5 separate regions of the Mus musculus genome follow, and regions 2, 3, 4 and 5 are each linked to region 1. A link is a contact called in public promoter capture Hi-C data. All regions are on one chromosome and are shown on one strand. Each heading gives the region's core, a stretch centred on a gene start, on an enhancer-like site or on the middle of the called end of the contact. The rest is flanking DNA. Distances are from core to core; before and after follow the strand shown. Region 1 holds the start of AW146154 (expressed sequence AW146154). Region 2 holds the start of Ctu1 (cytosolic thiouridylase subunit 1). Region 3 holds the start of Zfp719 (zinc finger protein 719). Region 4 holds the start of Zfp658 (zinc finger protein 658). Region 5 holds the start of Zfp939 (zinc finger protein 939).

Region 1 (2,771 bases), core at 74-2,573:
TGGCACTGTGCAGTTGGGGGCAGAGCTCTGGACATTACAAAGCTATCCAATGAGCCCCAAGTGCTATTTGTGAATTGTCTATCTCCAAATCTACCTTATACATACTTGGTGTTCTAAAATGTTAAGTTTTTCTCGACCCAGCTTTCCTGCCAGCTAGACACAGGTAGGAGAAGGCAGAAGAAGTATCTGAGCCTGGGGTAGAGTCTGTAGCTTCTGAATACAATCCAAGTCAGAGCATCTCATATTGAGAGACAACTTCACAGTCAGTTAGATGCAGGTGGGGTCGGAACTATGTATGCTGCACCCGGAGCTCCCTGAGCCACTGTGCCTTACAGCCTTAAGTCAAAACACACAAAGACAGATCAGATACCTAAGACAACGATATTTAGAATTGGCCTTTTCTGCTTCTAAGTCCGTAAATTCTTATATTGTGCCTTCCTCTAATTTAGTCGCCCCCCTCCCCCACCCTATGGTAACACACGAGGAAGCACTAGACAAGTGGACAAAACACAAAACAGGAGTCAACAATATAGATTGAATTGGTGTTACACAGAGGTTTCATCAATCTAGGAGAACTTAACCGATGGGAGACTGTTTCAGCGGACTCCTTGTATAATCCCTGGAATTCCTGGTATCCTCTGGAAGTCTCTGATTAGTTGGACAGCCTAGGCATTGGGACCTAGCTGAAGTTCTCAAGTGCGGGGTTACTTAAGTTTCTACCTCCCAGCGTCAGTAGAGGGCGTTTCCAGAGCTCCCATGGCAAATAACTGATCAGAAAATAACTGATGGCCCTGGATGAACTCCCAATTACGTAGAAATTACTAAAACAAACAAGCAAACAAACAAACGATAGGTATCTCTCAATTGCCCGAACGGGTGTACAAACTCCATCCCCTTAACCAGAATCCAGGAACCAACAGGAAGCTTACTGTTTTTCTCCGAGTCTGCCATTCACCCCGGGAGTCTGCAGAGGGAACGCATTTCCCGGAGACCTTGGCTGGGTCAGCCCACCCCTCGATTATCCGGAATGAAGAGCGAATTTGGGACCATTATTTCCTTATGCGCTTCCATACCTTAAACCTGAGTTTTATTGGAAAACCAAATCAACCATTTCCGTCCAAATTTGAAGCAACCGTTTATTAAATATTAAGTACTGACCAAGCGGTGGATCTGGATCAGAAATATCCACAGAATTTCCCAGCTGGGATAGCCCCCGGTCACATGTTGTAGGGCTTTATACAGATAATCAATTTGGCCACCGTACTTTCCCACGAGGACTTGTTACTTACAAAGAACTACAATTCCCAGCATTCCTAGAAGTAACCTGGTTCCTGGGCAGGTGAGGCTTACAGGTCAAATTTGGGAATTACAATTTTCAAGCTTGATTTCCATTACATATCCACCTTCATTTCCGGAGGAAGAAGGGGAAGTGCCTAATGAATAAAGGTAGTTCAAGCAAGCTCCAGATTCCACCACGACTTAGAAAGCGCAGGGTCGTTGTTTACAAAGGGGAGGAGCAGGCAGCTGGGCGGCAGGAGCTGAGGTGATGGGTCCTTCCCGGTGCGGGATGGAAAGACAGACGGGTAGAATACAGACACAAGTGCTACTGAAATGCAAATCTCTATGTATCTGGAAAAGGTCTGGTACTGTACTGGAAGACCCGGCCAGCAACCATCATGCGGAGTCTCATCTGCACACCCTAACCCTCAGGGAGGTACTCGCGTTACTCAAGACTTAAGGGCCAATCAGAGCCTTGAGGTGGACCTGCCAGTCAGAAAAGGAGGCGGGATCTTCCGGGTGCCTTGCGGCAGCTTCAGCTCTGTAGCGGAGCGGGCTGGAAAAGTTCTGATTGTTTTTCTCTAAGCGCTGCTGCTGGGTGCTGTGAGGGAAGCTCTAGCAAATTGCTAATTCGCGACATGGTGAGTGCAGAGCCACTGCCCACAGGGGGGAGGAGCAGGCAGTTGTGTTGCAGGAGCTGGTATGGTGGCTTGTCCCTGGGTCTGGGTGGTAAGTGTGGCCAGATCTGACCACCTGTTACTTCCCTTTTTGTCCTAGTCATTCCCTGAACCCAGCAGTGGATGTGAATAACTTCGCTATGAGGGCTGCATCTGCTCAAAGCATCTGGCACAGAGACTTGTGTGTGGAAACATCCTTAGCAGGATGTCAAACTCAGGCCTAGTTTCTCTTTACTTCTAAAAGTTAACTCCCCTATCATTTAACATTTAGCTGTAAGACCTATTTGGAGTTAATTCTGTAGAGGTTGTAAAAGGCATTTCATGTTGGGTAGCACTCCAATATCAAACTGTGATGAAGAGTAGAATTGATGATGTTAAAGGATTTACCAATGCTTAGGAGATAGTAAGGGACAGCAAGTAGAGTTTAGCTGAGGGAGGAATGCCTCTGAGACACCCTACAGATAAGTAGTGTGCTAACCAGACCCGTTAGAGATCAGGATGCTAGGATAGATATATTTGTTCACTAGGATTGTCCAGAAAAGTGCTCCAGTGCTTAACAAAGGAGGCTACTCTGATTGGCAACCAGCCACTAGGGCCATCCTCATAGCAAAGAACTGGCTGCTCAAGGGAGCGTTCTAGAGTCCCAATCAACATTAAAGGCTGTTTATCACAAAGTGCTGCTAGTTTTCTTCTTGAGAAAAAGCATAGTTCTGCCATATTCGCAGGAGAACACCGGCTGGCAACTCTTTGAAAAGGGAAAACACTGTTGGGTCCAGGACTGGCTTGATCAAGCAAGGCTTTCTGTGAGGCCCTTAT
Region 2 (2,771 bases), core at 72-2,571, 2.2 Mb before region 1:
AAAGAAAGAGCCTGACGTTCAGTTCATTGAGGCTGGACCTCCTTGCTGCCTTGGAGCCCGATTACATTCTAAGGTGACCCTCATTGTTTGATTATCCTGCACAACTCAGAACACTGGCACAGCCTGCTTGTCTGGGTCACTGGTCTCTGCCTTGGCCTCCCCTCCTTCACGACAATTTGCATATAACAACCTGCAGATCCAGCCCAGTTACCTTTTTGACAGGTCCGTGAATGATGCTTGGGAGGCCCCGTGGCTCCTTTCCAGAATGCTCTCAAGTATCCCAGGAACACTCCTTTCCTCTGGCCCAAAGAGTTCTTTCTGATCACTGAACCCAGCAAGCAGCCCTCAAGACTCCCCTAACTCTCCTGGCTGAGCACTGCCCCTTGAACTATCCTCCTCAGCCTTTGTTTCTCCCCTTCCTCTCGCCCGGATTAGGTTCACACCAGTCTCTCCTCACTTCTCCTCACGCCCTGCCCAGCAAGCCCTAGAATCATCAGGCTCAGAGGTGCCTCCAGGCTTGACCTCCTAACGACCCACTTAGGATCCTTGCAGGGCACCTTTCAAGTGCTCCCCAAATCTGTCCCTTCTGCCTGGCTTATCTGTCTCCTGAGAGTGCCCACCACCTTCTACCCCCGCATTTATGCAGAATGGCGTGTAAATACACTCTCTGTTCTCAGTCATCTAATCCTGTGAGGGGGTTGCTATTGTAAGGAGTAGCTTACAGACACACGCAGAAACAGAAAAGGGGGATACCACATCAGTAGTAGCCCTGAGATCATGGAGGGAACCTGGTTGATAGATATATCAGTAGTCTTTAGCTGACGGAGCGAACAGGGCTTATGCTAATTAAGTAAGTATCTGGGATGATGGGGGAAAGAATTGTGTACAGACTGGCGGCAAACCCCCGAGGTAATAACAGGCGTGGTGGTGCACGCCTTTAATCCCAACACTCAAGAGGAAGTGGCAGTTGAATTTCTGCAAGTTCCAGGCTAGCCTGATCTACAAAACAAATTTCAGGGGTGCCTCCGGGTGGCCAACTCTCCTAAAGGGCAGAAGAGGCGTCACCAGAACATATTTAACAGGGGCAAGAGAAGGCAGATGATCTGTTACCACCAAATGAACAAAGCGGCCTGGCAAGAGACCAGACTAGGAGATCCTGGCCAGAACGCGAGTTGACAATCATAAAAGCGAGTGCCAAATCTCTAGAAAGACCTTCAGCTCTCCCGTGGCACCATGGCCCCAAGCCCGTAGGAACCGGAGGAAGAGGAACACTAACCTGAGTGGAACGAGCTGAGTACTCTGCCTGCCACGCGGAAGCCTGGAGCGGAAAAATGCCCTGGGACTACAATTCCCATAAGGCCTTGAACTGCTTTGCCTACGACTTCCAGAATGCAACAGCTCCAGACGCGGGCCTGTAACTCTACAGCAGCTTGGACTCCAATTCCCAGAAACACTTGAGAGTACAGCTTTCCTTCTGCCAAATGCCTCCCCACGGGCCGACTCTGTAGGGCGCACACCAGGGCCTGGGAACCGAGCCCAGAATCCTGATGTTGTCCGGCAACGCGAGGTCACCAGAAGGGAAGTTGAAATCAGAAGTGGTTGAAATCAGAATGGCTGCAGTATAATTTCCTAGTTTTGTGGACTATCATATACTTCTGCTACTTGCTTGCTTCTCAGTCTCTGTTACTGTTTCCCCCTCCCTCTTCTCTGTGTCTCTCTCCCTTGCTCTCTCTTTCTTTGATTCTCTCCCCAGGATCTTACCATGTAGCCTAGGCTGTCCTGGAGGAACTAGCCATATAGACCAGGCTGGCCTTGAACTCAGAGACCCACCTGCATCTGCCTCCAGAGTGCTAAGATAAAAGGTGTATGCAATCTTGCCCCTTTCTGTCTTCCTTCCTTCCTTCCTTCCTTCCTTCCTTCCTTCCTTCCTTCCTTCCTTCCTTCCTTTCTCACAAAGGTGGAAGGAGTCCAGATGACACACAGCTATGTAAGCTATTGTAATACACATCAGTAAATTGTCGTCTTGTACTGTTTAAGGTCACCGGGAACCTGGCGTCCCAGCCCGACTTTAGACCCAAGCATTTTGTCTTAAAGCGTTCTCCAAGACCGCTTCCTCAGTCACCAGCCGGCTTCCTGGTCCTGTGAGAAAGTGAAAGAGAACAGCCAAATAAAGTGGAAACGCTACTTCCTTAAGAACAGGAGAGTAAGTTCTTAGAAGAAAAATAGTGTATCCTTGAACACAGATAGGATGGGACCCATTCCCAGAGACCTCTGCTACTTCTCATCCCATAGGACATCTGTGGTGGGAATGGTTAGTTGGGAGTCTGTCTTCCTGGGATCCTCTTCTTCAGCCTCCTGCAGACTGTGTGTGGTTCCCAGCTTCCCCAGTCTGTTTCTACTGGATGTTTGTTTCATGTCTGACCTGGTGCCCCATTATCTTTCTGCAGTTTGCTGTTTATGCACTTGAAATGAAAAGCATTCCTACTGTGGATCATTCTCCAGTTTCAGACAGCTTTCTACCGACGAACCACACTCCAGCCCCTCACTAGGGGATTCTAGGTAGGGACTCGATTATTGAGCCACTTACTACCCAGGAACTTACTGGGAAATTCTAGGCAGGGGTTTTAACACTGTGCCACACCCTAGCCTCTCATTAGGGGATTCTAAGTGGATGCTCTATTACTAAGCTAGGTATATTCCCAGCACCTCATTGGAGAAACTCTAGGCAGAGGTTTTAATAGTGAGCCATGCCCCAACTCCTCAGTATTGGT
Region 3 (2,771 bases), core at 157-2,656, 2.1 Mb before region 1:
AGGTGGGGAATAATTGGAGAAGGCAGCTCGCCCAACATTAACGGAAAAAAAAATTTTTTTTTAAAGATTTATTCTTACTATTCAAACATTTAAAAATGAAACGTGTGTGGGTGTTTTGTCTGTCTTTGTCTGTGCACCATTAGCTGGGAGGCCAGAAGGGAACACGGATCCCCTGGAATCGTCCCACCAGGCAGTTCCAAGGCACCATGTGGTGTGGGTGCTGGGAACCCAACACTGCTGACCCACATCTCCACTCTCCTGCCTTTCCTCCTCACTGGTCTCTTCAGTAGGCAGACTGGATGAGGCTGGCCCTTGCCTGTTTGGATGCAGGAACCCAGGCTTCTGCCTTACAATCTTTTTACAGCAGCACCTTTCTGCGTAACTGCCAATTACCAATCCTTGCCAAATTCACAGATCCCAGGCACAAGTCAAACCTCCGATCAGACCTCACATCAGCAAAGGACTGCAGTATTTATGTAAACTTTCAATTGTAACTGAAATGACTAGTTTTTTCTTAAATCTTTCTTCTGTCTTCAGTTGCATACGGGGGAAAGGAAATATCCAGAACACCTAAGGGCAGCCCCAAGGCTATGTCCCCGCTTAGATAACTGTGACCACATTAAATATACCTAAACACATCTCCTGGCTTCTAGGCAGTGCCTTCTATTGCTAATACTGCTTAGGCTGACAGAGATGGAGGGCACTGGGTCTCCAGTTTGGACCAAACGTAAATAAATTCATTTCCCCGTTTTCTCTTACTCTTTGGAGTTTATCTCCTCTCGAAGGCCAGTGTTTGACCAGGAGCCAGGGCTCCAGTTACCAGCTACTCAAACAGCCCAGAAAGCGACGCGGTCGCCCTCACAAAGCACCCTACACTGGCCTCAAGCTCCATCGCCTGACTCCTAAGCCAATCACAGACTGAGCGGATCACAAGCCATCTCAAGGTCCTCGCCCTGAAGCTCCCGGATGCTGCAGCGCCCACTCACTGAGTCCTGCCCCGAATGCCCTCACATGGTAATTTTCACGGACGACGGTGGGAAATCCCACAGGACAGCATACTGGGAAGTGACAAAATACAGACGCGGAAAACCCGCAGGAACAGAATGAAAGAGAACCGAACGACCCCCACTTTATCCACCTCATCCCCCCCTGGGGCCGATTCAACCATCACTCAGCACAAACCGGCGCTCAGCAGCACAGCGTCCTCTGCTCCACATCCACTCACCTCACATTACACCTTAGAGAAGCTCTGCACACGGCACGCCAGGACTGCGAGACTTCCGCCCACAGACACCCACAATTCCATGGGTTCGGATTCCAAACACCCACGCTACCCTGGCAACGACAGGAGAGGCGAACTACTTTAAGATCTGAGCGGATGTGATCACTCTAGGCCACTTCCGATTTGAATAAGGGTTCCCTCAGTTCACTACCACGTAGCCCTGGGTGGCGCGCATGCGCACCACCACTGGCGGAAGTCTGTCTTGCCAGTACTTATTATGGCTCATCTGGTGGTTTCTGATTTTTTTTTTTTTTTTTTTAACTTCTTCCTAGAAAGTGCCATGGCTGAACCCACACTCCCGTGACACAGAGGCAAGCATCAAAGCGCAACGGTTCCATACAGCCGACAAGAATGTGATAGGTGAAAGTCCAAGGCTGTCTCACATGCTTAGGGGATTTATTAACGTCTTGTATGTGTATATAATTCTAAGACACTGTAACATTACATCTTCCTAAATGTACCTTTTTTTCCCCTGTATTTTATTAGATTTACTTTATGTATTTTTGCCTGCATGTTGAGTTTATAGCATCCAGGACAGCTGCAAGAGCAACAAGTGCTTTTAATCTGTTTCTCTTTTTCTTCAACTTTCTCTTGATTTTCACCAGAATTGAAAGAAGTTCTTATTTTTGAGATGACCTCACTATATTGGTCTGACTGGCTTGGAACCGGACATGAAGGTCATTCTGGCCTTGGACTCTCAGACATCTCATGGCCTCTGTTTCCCGAGTGCTGGGATTAAAGATGTGTATCACCACACTGGCCTTTTCTAATTTTTCAAAAATTGAAAACTATGTGGGGTTATTAGGAAACAGGAGGTAAGTCATATGGAACACCAACGGTGAGAAACTGAGATAAGCCATCATTTACGTCATACTGAGGCATCTCACGGTTCCCAGAGGATAGAAACCTGTTCTTACTTAGAAGTAAAATGTCTTCTAAATCGCATAATAGAAATAATGTAGAACTAGGTGGGCAGTGGAAATAATGATAAACAGGGACACTAGTCAAATGGGAAAAACACCTAGCACTGTAGTGAATAAATTAGTAGACCTAATGTACATTATAAGAATAAAGTATAAAATTGTGTGAGTTATCTCCATATTAAACACATTCTAGCCCTGGACAGTCTAGAACAGTGGTTCTCAACCTGTGGGTTATGACCCCTTTGACAAACCTCTATCTCCAAAAATATTTACATCATGATTCATAACAGTAGCAAAATTACAGTTATGAAGTAGCAATGAAAAATATTAGAAAGGTTGAGAACCACTGGTCTGGAACTATGTAGACCAGGCTGGCCTTGAAGTTACTCTGATCTTGTCTATACCAGGGAAGTTCTAGGATTACAACAATGTGCAATCATGCCCAGTTCACACATAGTCTAGAGCTTCCCACTGAGAACAGACTACAGGAATAATGATTTAGGAAACAGTTTCATCATCAAAGATACACCTCAGGAGTCCCAAAAGAGTGGACTCAGCCATCCATC
Region 4 (2,771 bases), core at 200-2,699, 2.1 Mb before region 1:
ACACAGCCCTCCCCAGTCCCCAACTTTTTGAGACATGGCCTCACTGTGTTGCTGTAGCTGGCCTGCGGCTCTCTGCTTCCTGAGTGCTGGGACTAAAGGTGTGCGCCATTGTGCCCAGCTCTCACGAGAGCTCTTTTAAGCATGCCACCAGCATTGATACAACCATTTCTCTCTCAGAAATGACAACTAAGCTTATGGGCTGTTCCAGAACACACCCTAAGAGGAAGAGCAGGACCAGTCCCGTTCCTTCCCTACTCTAAACCACACCCAGTGCCCATGATCTCGGGCGGTCTCTGTGTGCCCAGCACCCAGAACCCTTTCTCCTTCTGAGAGCAGAGATGTGGTGCAGTGTGGTGTGGTGATGGCCACTCCTGGCTCTCTGTGCCTGTCTAGACATTTTCGTTTTCATCTATGCCCACATTGACATCCTGTTTCTCTTCCTTAAATTCAATGGCTCAATCCCTTCCCTGACTTGGAAACCCTGCACATAAACACCAGGCCCTCGACACAAAACATTTCTCCCTTGTCCACAATGTTTTTATGGTACACAGGACATATTCACTGTCATTCTGGACTTTAAGTAACCTCTGATAAGTGGACTGACCACAGGATTAATTTAACCACGGGGTTAAAATGGGCATACCTAGTTCCCCAGAACGTTATTACTTTGGCAGCCAAGATGACAATTTACTAGTTTCCAGAGAATCTTCAATAAACTCAATAGTGATACCCAAGGAACATACAACCTCCAATAAGGACACAGGGTCCTTCTGCTCAAGTGCCAATCACTGACTCTTATTGTGACCATATGGTCTCAGCAGAGGCAGCATTGACCCGCCTCATGTCCCAGCCCTCACATAAAACGGCCCGGGGATTAGGATTTGCCTTTTAAACGTTTGCTTTGCAGCGCTAGCTCTCTACAGGAGACTACATGCTGGGAACGAAAAGGTCCTGTTTTACAAGCCTTGCTACCTGCACAAAGGCTCAACTTGCAGCTCCGATGCCTGTGCCCTCTTTGCATATGCAAATCCCCTGGCTTTTGTTCCACGTGTTCTTAGTATTAGTTCCGCAGGCAGAAGCCACAGGCTGACCGAGAATGGCTGGCTTTCCCAAATTAAGCCCAAACCACAAATAATCTCATTTTCCATTTGTATCTGCCTGTTCTCTTCTCGCAGGCTACTACTAGAAAGCAGCGCGATCGCCCTCAGAGACGCTAGCCCCAGGCTTGCGGTAGCTGGCTGCACTGTCTGTCTCTCTCAGCAACCCTGCTCTCCCAACTCCCATAGGATTCCCACCCCAGCTCAACCAGGGCATCCCTCCAGTAGCTGTGTCAGCTGTCACTCAACACAAATCAGCGCTCAACAGCACAGCATCCTCCCTGCGCCCCTGCCGCTCACCTCTCACAACAATGCAGAGAACTCTGCACAGGACGCGCAGTGTCCCTCCCTGCGACTTCCGCCCCCGGGCCCTCAGTGTTAGAATCCAAACTCTCCTGGAGTGCGGGCAACAATAACAGAACTGATCTGCGCGGAGATTTAAGCGGATATGACCGCTCGAGACCACTTCCGTTTACTGCGAATCAGTGTTCTTCGCCACCCTCCCACACCCCCTTTTTTCCCCTTGTGGAGGCTGGCGAAGCGCATGCGCGCTACTATTTGTGACGCTACAACTTGCCAATACTTCACTTGGATCTTCCTGTAGTTTCTGTTCCTTTAGGAGCTGTCATGGCCACTCCCACAATACAATGATACAGGGACCACCATCACAGTGTGCACATAAGCAGGCAAAGCTTGTGGACTGTGACACAGTGAAAGTCCAAGGCTGTCTCATATTTTCAGGGGATTTTACTTCCTACCTATACGTGTATATCAGTTATTTCCAAGAGACCGGGATGCTGCATATTACTAAAAATACCATTTTTTTTTCTGTATATTCTCAGGGACTTAAAAGATTTTTTTCCTCTAAACTAAGAAGTAAATAAAAAATAAATTAATAAATATAAAGAAAAAAAAAACTAGGTTTGTTGGGAAATGGGAATTGAAGCCATGTGGAATCTTTAAAGATGAAGGTCTGAAATAAATGTGACACTGAGGCTTTTCATGGGGACCAGAGGTGGAGAAAATCTGTTGTCAATGACAAGTGTTTTTATTTTAATTCTTCATTATTTATTGTGTGTTTTGCATATATAAGAAATAGTGTAGAGGAAGGTGGAGAGGGAGATAATGATAAATGGTGAGAGATCAATTGATGACGAAAACGTGCAGTACAGTAGAGGGAATAAATCCATAGGCCAAAGTCGAATATCTGAACAAAATGAACGATTGTGTGCAGTATCTCAGGTTAGCGTTCTCTAGTTCTGTGTAGACAAGAGTATAGCATTGAACATGGTATGATCCCCTGCTTCTGCTTTCCAGGGCTGGGGGGTGGGGGGGATATGCCATCATGCCTAGCTTCACATATGATTTTGATTGTCTTGAGAACAAATTATAGTACTGGTGCTCTTGTGACCAGGGTTTTGTGTCCAAAGATACAGCTCCGGGGGTCCCAAAAAGTAGTCTCAGCCACCCATCACCACATGCCAAATTATATTAAACCACATAAAAGTTAATATGCAAATATCAACTTCTGATCGATTCTCTGCTACATCTTAGCATATGATTGATACCCACACGCACTTATTGCCTCCCGGGCACCACCTTGCTCTTCCACAGGCTCTCTCCTTATGCTTATGACCTCTCTAGGCTGTAAATGTGGTACAGTGCCCATCTGTC
Region 5 (2,771 bases), core at 194-2,693, 2.1 Mb after region 1:
GCCTAAGCTTGGCTGTCCTGGAACTTGCTCTGTAGATTGACCTTGAACTCAGACATCTGCATGGTTCTGTCTCCTGGGATTAAAGGCTTGTACTACCACACCTGAACCTAAATTTGGCTGGGTGGGATCTTACCCCAAGCTCCACTCCCTTAATTCGATTTAATATCTTTGAACACAGGTTTCAGCTCCGATTCACTTCCTGGTTCCCCTTTAATACTCAAACCATGTATTTTATATTTTTCCTTTCTAAACTTATTCAAAAATGCTCCTGAGACTTAACCAGAGAACAAAGTCTATGATGGGTGTTTCTGAGAATTCCTTTGTCAATGCACCTTAGCCTCAGGCAGACTCTTCAGACAAGGGCAAAAAGCAGCCACAAACTTCACCAAAATATTACAAAAGCAGTCTCTAGGCCACATACTGAAGTTCTTCGCCACTGAAACCTCTTTGGTCAGGTCCGCACAGTTCAAATCACTCAAAGCAACAAGGTCTTCCATATTCCTACTAGGACAGCTCATTAAACCCCACTTAAAGCATCCCACTGCTCTCCAAATCTTCTACACAAAAAGGACCCAGTATGAGCCCTGATGGTGCATGAGTATAATCCCAGACATTTTAGAAGCCAATATAGGAAGATAGCAAATTCAAGGCCACACTGGCCTACACTGGGACCCTGTCTCTATCCTGGCACAGAATTTGTCTAATATGCACAAATCTCCAGGTATTCCATCCTCAATGCCATATATACAGACATATCACACAGATTCAGATCAATCCCCAGACACATAAAGGCAGACGCATACAAGCTAGCCCTGGACCCACCTCCGCAGGTGATGAGCAGTGGAGAAGAGGTAGGGAGGTAATAAGCCACTGCCTTCTCAATAATGGTAGAAGATTCACACAGCCAACGTCCTAGAGAACCCAAGTGACTTAAGGAAATGCTTCGCGACAGCAAAGCCATAGTGCTGGCAGGCGCTCGTACACCTAGATTTGGAGAGTCCGGTTCAAAAACCACAAAGACATGAAAACAGACACACACACCCAAAGGCGTACTCAGAACCCAGCAGAAAACACAGCGCGAGTCCGGGAACGCACTGGCCTAGATGCAGCGACGACTGCTCTTTCCGCAGCACGCCTTGGCCAGGCCACTCTCAAAAGCCTTTCTCGGCCACCCCGGCCCAGGTGCCTGAAAACCCATCAGCCCTGGCAGGACACCAGTGCCTGGCTGGACGGGACCGTCCGGAGGGGCCAGGCGGGAAGGTGCGGTGTGCCAACACTGAGCCCAGGTCAGGACGCCATGCGCTCACCATTTCCGGTTCCTGGACACCAGGGTCCTAATTACGGAGCTTCCCCCAGCAGCGATGGGCACTGACGACAGAAAGAGGCAGAGAATCGCAGATACCAAGCAGAAGCGCCTGACAGATCCCAACCCCGATGGTGGTGGGTGGGTAGTGGTAAGTGGGCGGGGATAAAAAGAACCTTCGTTCAATGCCCGCCCTCCTACTTTCTCAGGGAATCCGATTGGATCCTCCTATAACAGTGCTTTTGATTGGACAGGGATTCAGGCCTTGCCCTCCTGAGTGACAGGAGAAAGGAGCTGTAGGGGTGTCTTTCCAGTGACCAACAAATGCTAGACAGGTCACAGTGTGCTCTCTGAGCCGCCAGCACTCCAATCCCACGGAGTGAAAGTAACTATTCTGCACCCATGTAGAAAGGAATTTGCCTCTGGCGAAGGACTCAATAGTAACTGTGATTTTTGCTTTTGTTTTGTTCTTTTCATTTAATTAGCAGATTTTTCTTGTTTTATTTTTTTGTCGTTTTTACGTCCTATTTATTTATTTGTTTTCGTGGGGTTTCACCTGCCTTGGCACACGTGTAGTGTTCAGAGGACAACTTGTGAGAGTTGTTCTTTCGTTCTACCATGTGAGTCCCACGGATCGCTTTGATGTAGGAGCCTTTACTCACTGAATCATCTCATTGGCCAAGTTTGTTTTCTCAAATTTTCTTTTACTTACATGTGTACATGTGTGGCCAGAGAAGAAGGTTGAAAATCTTCTTCTGTGACACGTGGACTTTATTCTCCTGGGACAAAGCTTCTTGCTTAACCTGGAGGAAAGCTGGCAGCCAGCCCACCCCAGTGGTCCCCAGTCTCTCTATAGCCCTCAACTTTCTTATGTACATGCTAGAGATTCAGACTCAGGGTCTCACACTTGGAGATTCACCCTTACTCTTTAAACCATCCCTCCAGTTTCTTTTTGGCTCAGTATGTTATCGTGACTTGCTGGGAACTCGTTACAGATATGACCTTGAACTGGTAGTAATCTCTATAAAGCCTGAACATTTCTGTGATTAGAGTTAATTTACAGCTAATGTGTTACTCTACCTGATGTCGATTCTGTTTTAATCCATACTCGAGGGCAGCAATAAAATTATATCACACAGACAAGATTACTTCTGAATTCGTTATCTGAAAACACAAATGGTGTTATTTGGCCATGTTGTTCATAAATAACACGGTTTTGTTTATTATTTAAAAGTAAAGCCATAAAGGTGCCTCATTGAGTTTTCCACCAAATTGGATAACATGAGTTCCATTCCTAGAACCCAGATACTATAAGGAGAGAACCAACTCTCAAAAGTTGTCCTCTGACCTCCATATATGCTCTGTGATAGCCATACTGTTTGCTTTTCTGATGCTATGCTTAAACACTGACCAAAAGCAATTCAGGGAGGAAAGGGTTTATTTGGCTTATAACCTAAAGTCTGTCTTT

What was found. Promoter capture Hi-C pulls out the DNA fragments that hold promoters and counts their contacts. Capture Hi-C pulls out chosen DNA fragments and counts their contacts.
Region 2: a promoter capture Hi-C map of pre-B cells shows a contact between it and region 1, with 8 times the contacts expected there. The contact joins the promoter of Ctu1 here to the promoter of AW146154 in region 1. A contact is called at or near these places in 2 of 39 promoter capture datasets (liver and pre-B cells) and 1 of 9 other capture datasets (liver).
Region 3: a promoter capture Hi-C map of liver shows a contact between it and region 1, with 3 times the contacts expected there. The contact joins the promoter of Zfp719 here to the promoter of AW146154 in region 1. A contact is called at or near these places in 3 of 39 promoter capture datasets (frontonasal cranial neural crest, liver and pre-B cells) and 1 of 9 other capture datasets (liver).
Region 4: a promoter capture Hi-C map of pre-B cells shows a contact between it and region 1. The contact joins the promoter of Zfp658 here to the promoter of AW146154 in region 1. A contact is called at or near these places in 5 of 39 promoter capture datasets (cranial neural crest, frontonasal cranial neural crest, liver and 2 more).
Region 5: a contact with region 1 is called in a promoter capture Hi-C map of liver, with 16 times the contacts expected there. The contact joins the promoter of Zfp939 here to the promoter of AW146154 in region 1. A contact is called at or near these places in 7 of 39 promoter capture datasets (cranial neural crest, embryonic stem cells, hippocampal neurons and 3 more), 2 of 484 Hi-C or Micro-C datasets (forebrain and rod photoreceptor), 1 of 115 datasets of contacts at active chromatin or transcription factors (astrocytes) and 2 of 9 other capture datasets (adipose tissue and liver).

Annotation. Positions count from the first base shown.
Region 1 is chr7:41,498,442-41,501,212 of GRCm38.p6, reverse strand. AW146154 (expressed sequence AW146154) reads left to right here and starts at 1,323. Exons shown (of 4, transcript NM_001033530.3): 1 at 1,323-1,919. The coding sequence starts at 1,917.
Region 2 is chr7:43,670,581-43,673,351 of GRCm38.p6, reverse strand. It overlaps Ctu1 (cytosolic thiouridylase subunit 1), which reads right to left and starts at 1,321. Exons shown (of 3, transcript NM_145582.1): 1 at 1,277-1,321. It also overlaps a transcript of Siglece not described here.
Region 3 is chr7:43,578,221-43,580,991 of GRCm38.p6, reverse strand. Zfp719 (zinc finger protein 719) reads right to left here and starts at 1,406. Exons shown (of 4, transcript NM_172482.1): 1 at 1,226-1,406.
Region 4 is chr7:43,561,048-43,563,818 of GRCm38.p6, reverse strand. It overlaps Zfp658 (zinc finger protein 658), which reads right to left and starts at 1,449. Exons shown (of 5, transcript NM_001008549.2): 1 at 1,398-1,449.
Region 5 is chr7:39,448,190-39,450,960 of GRCm38.p6, reverse strand. Zfp939 (zinc finger protein 939) reads right to left here and starts at 1,443. Exons shown (of 6, transcript NM_001243021.1): 1 at 1,308-1,443. The coding sequence starts at 1,310. It also overlaps the pseudogene Gm5590.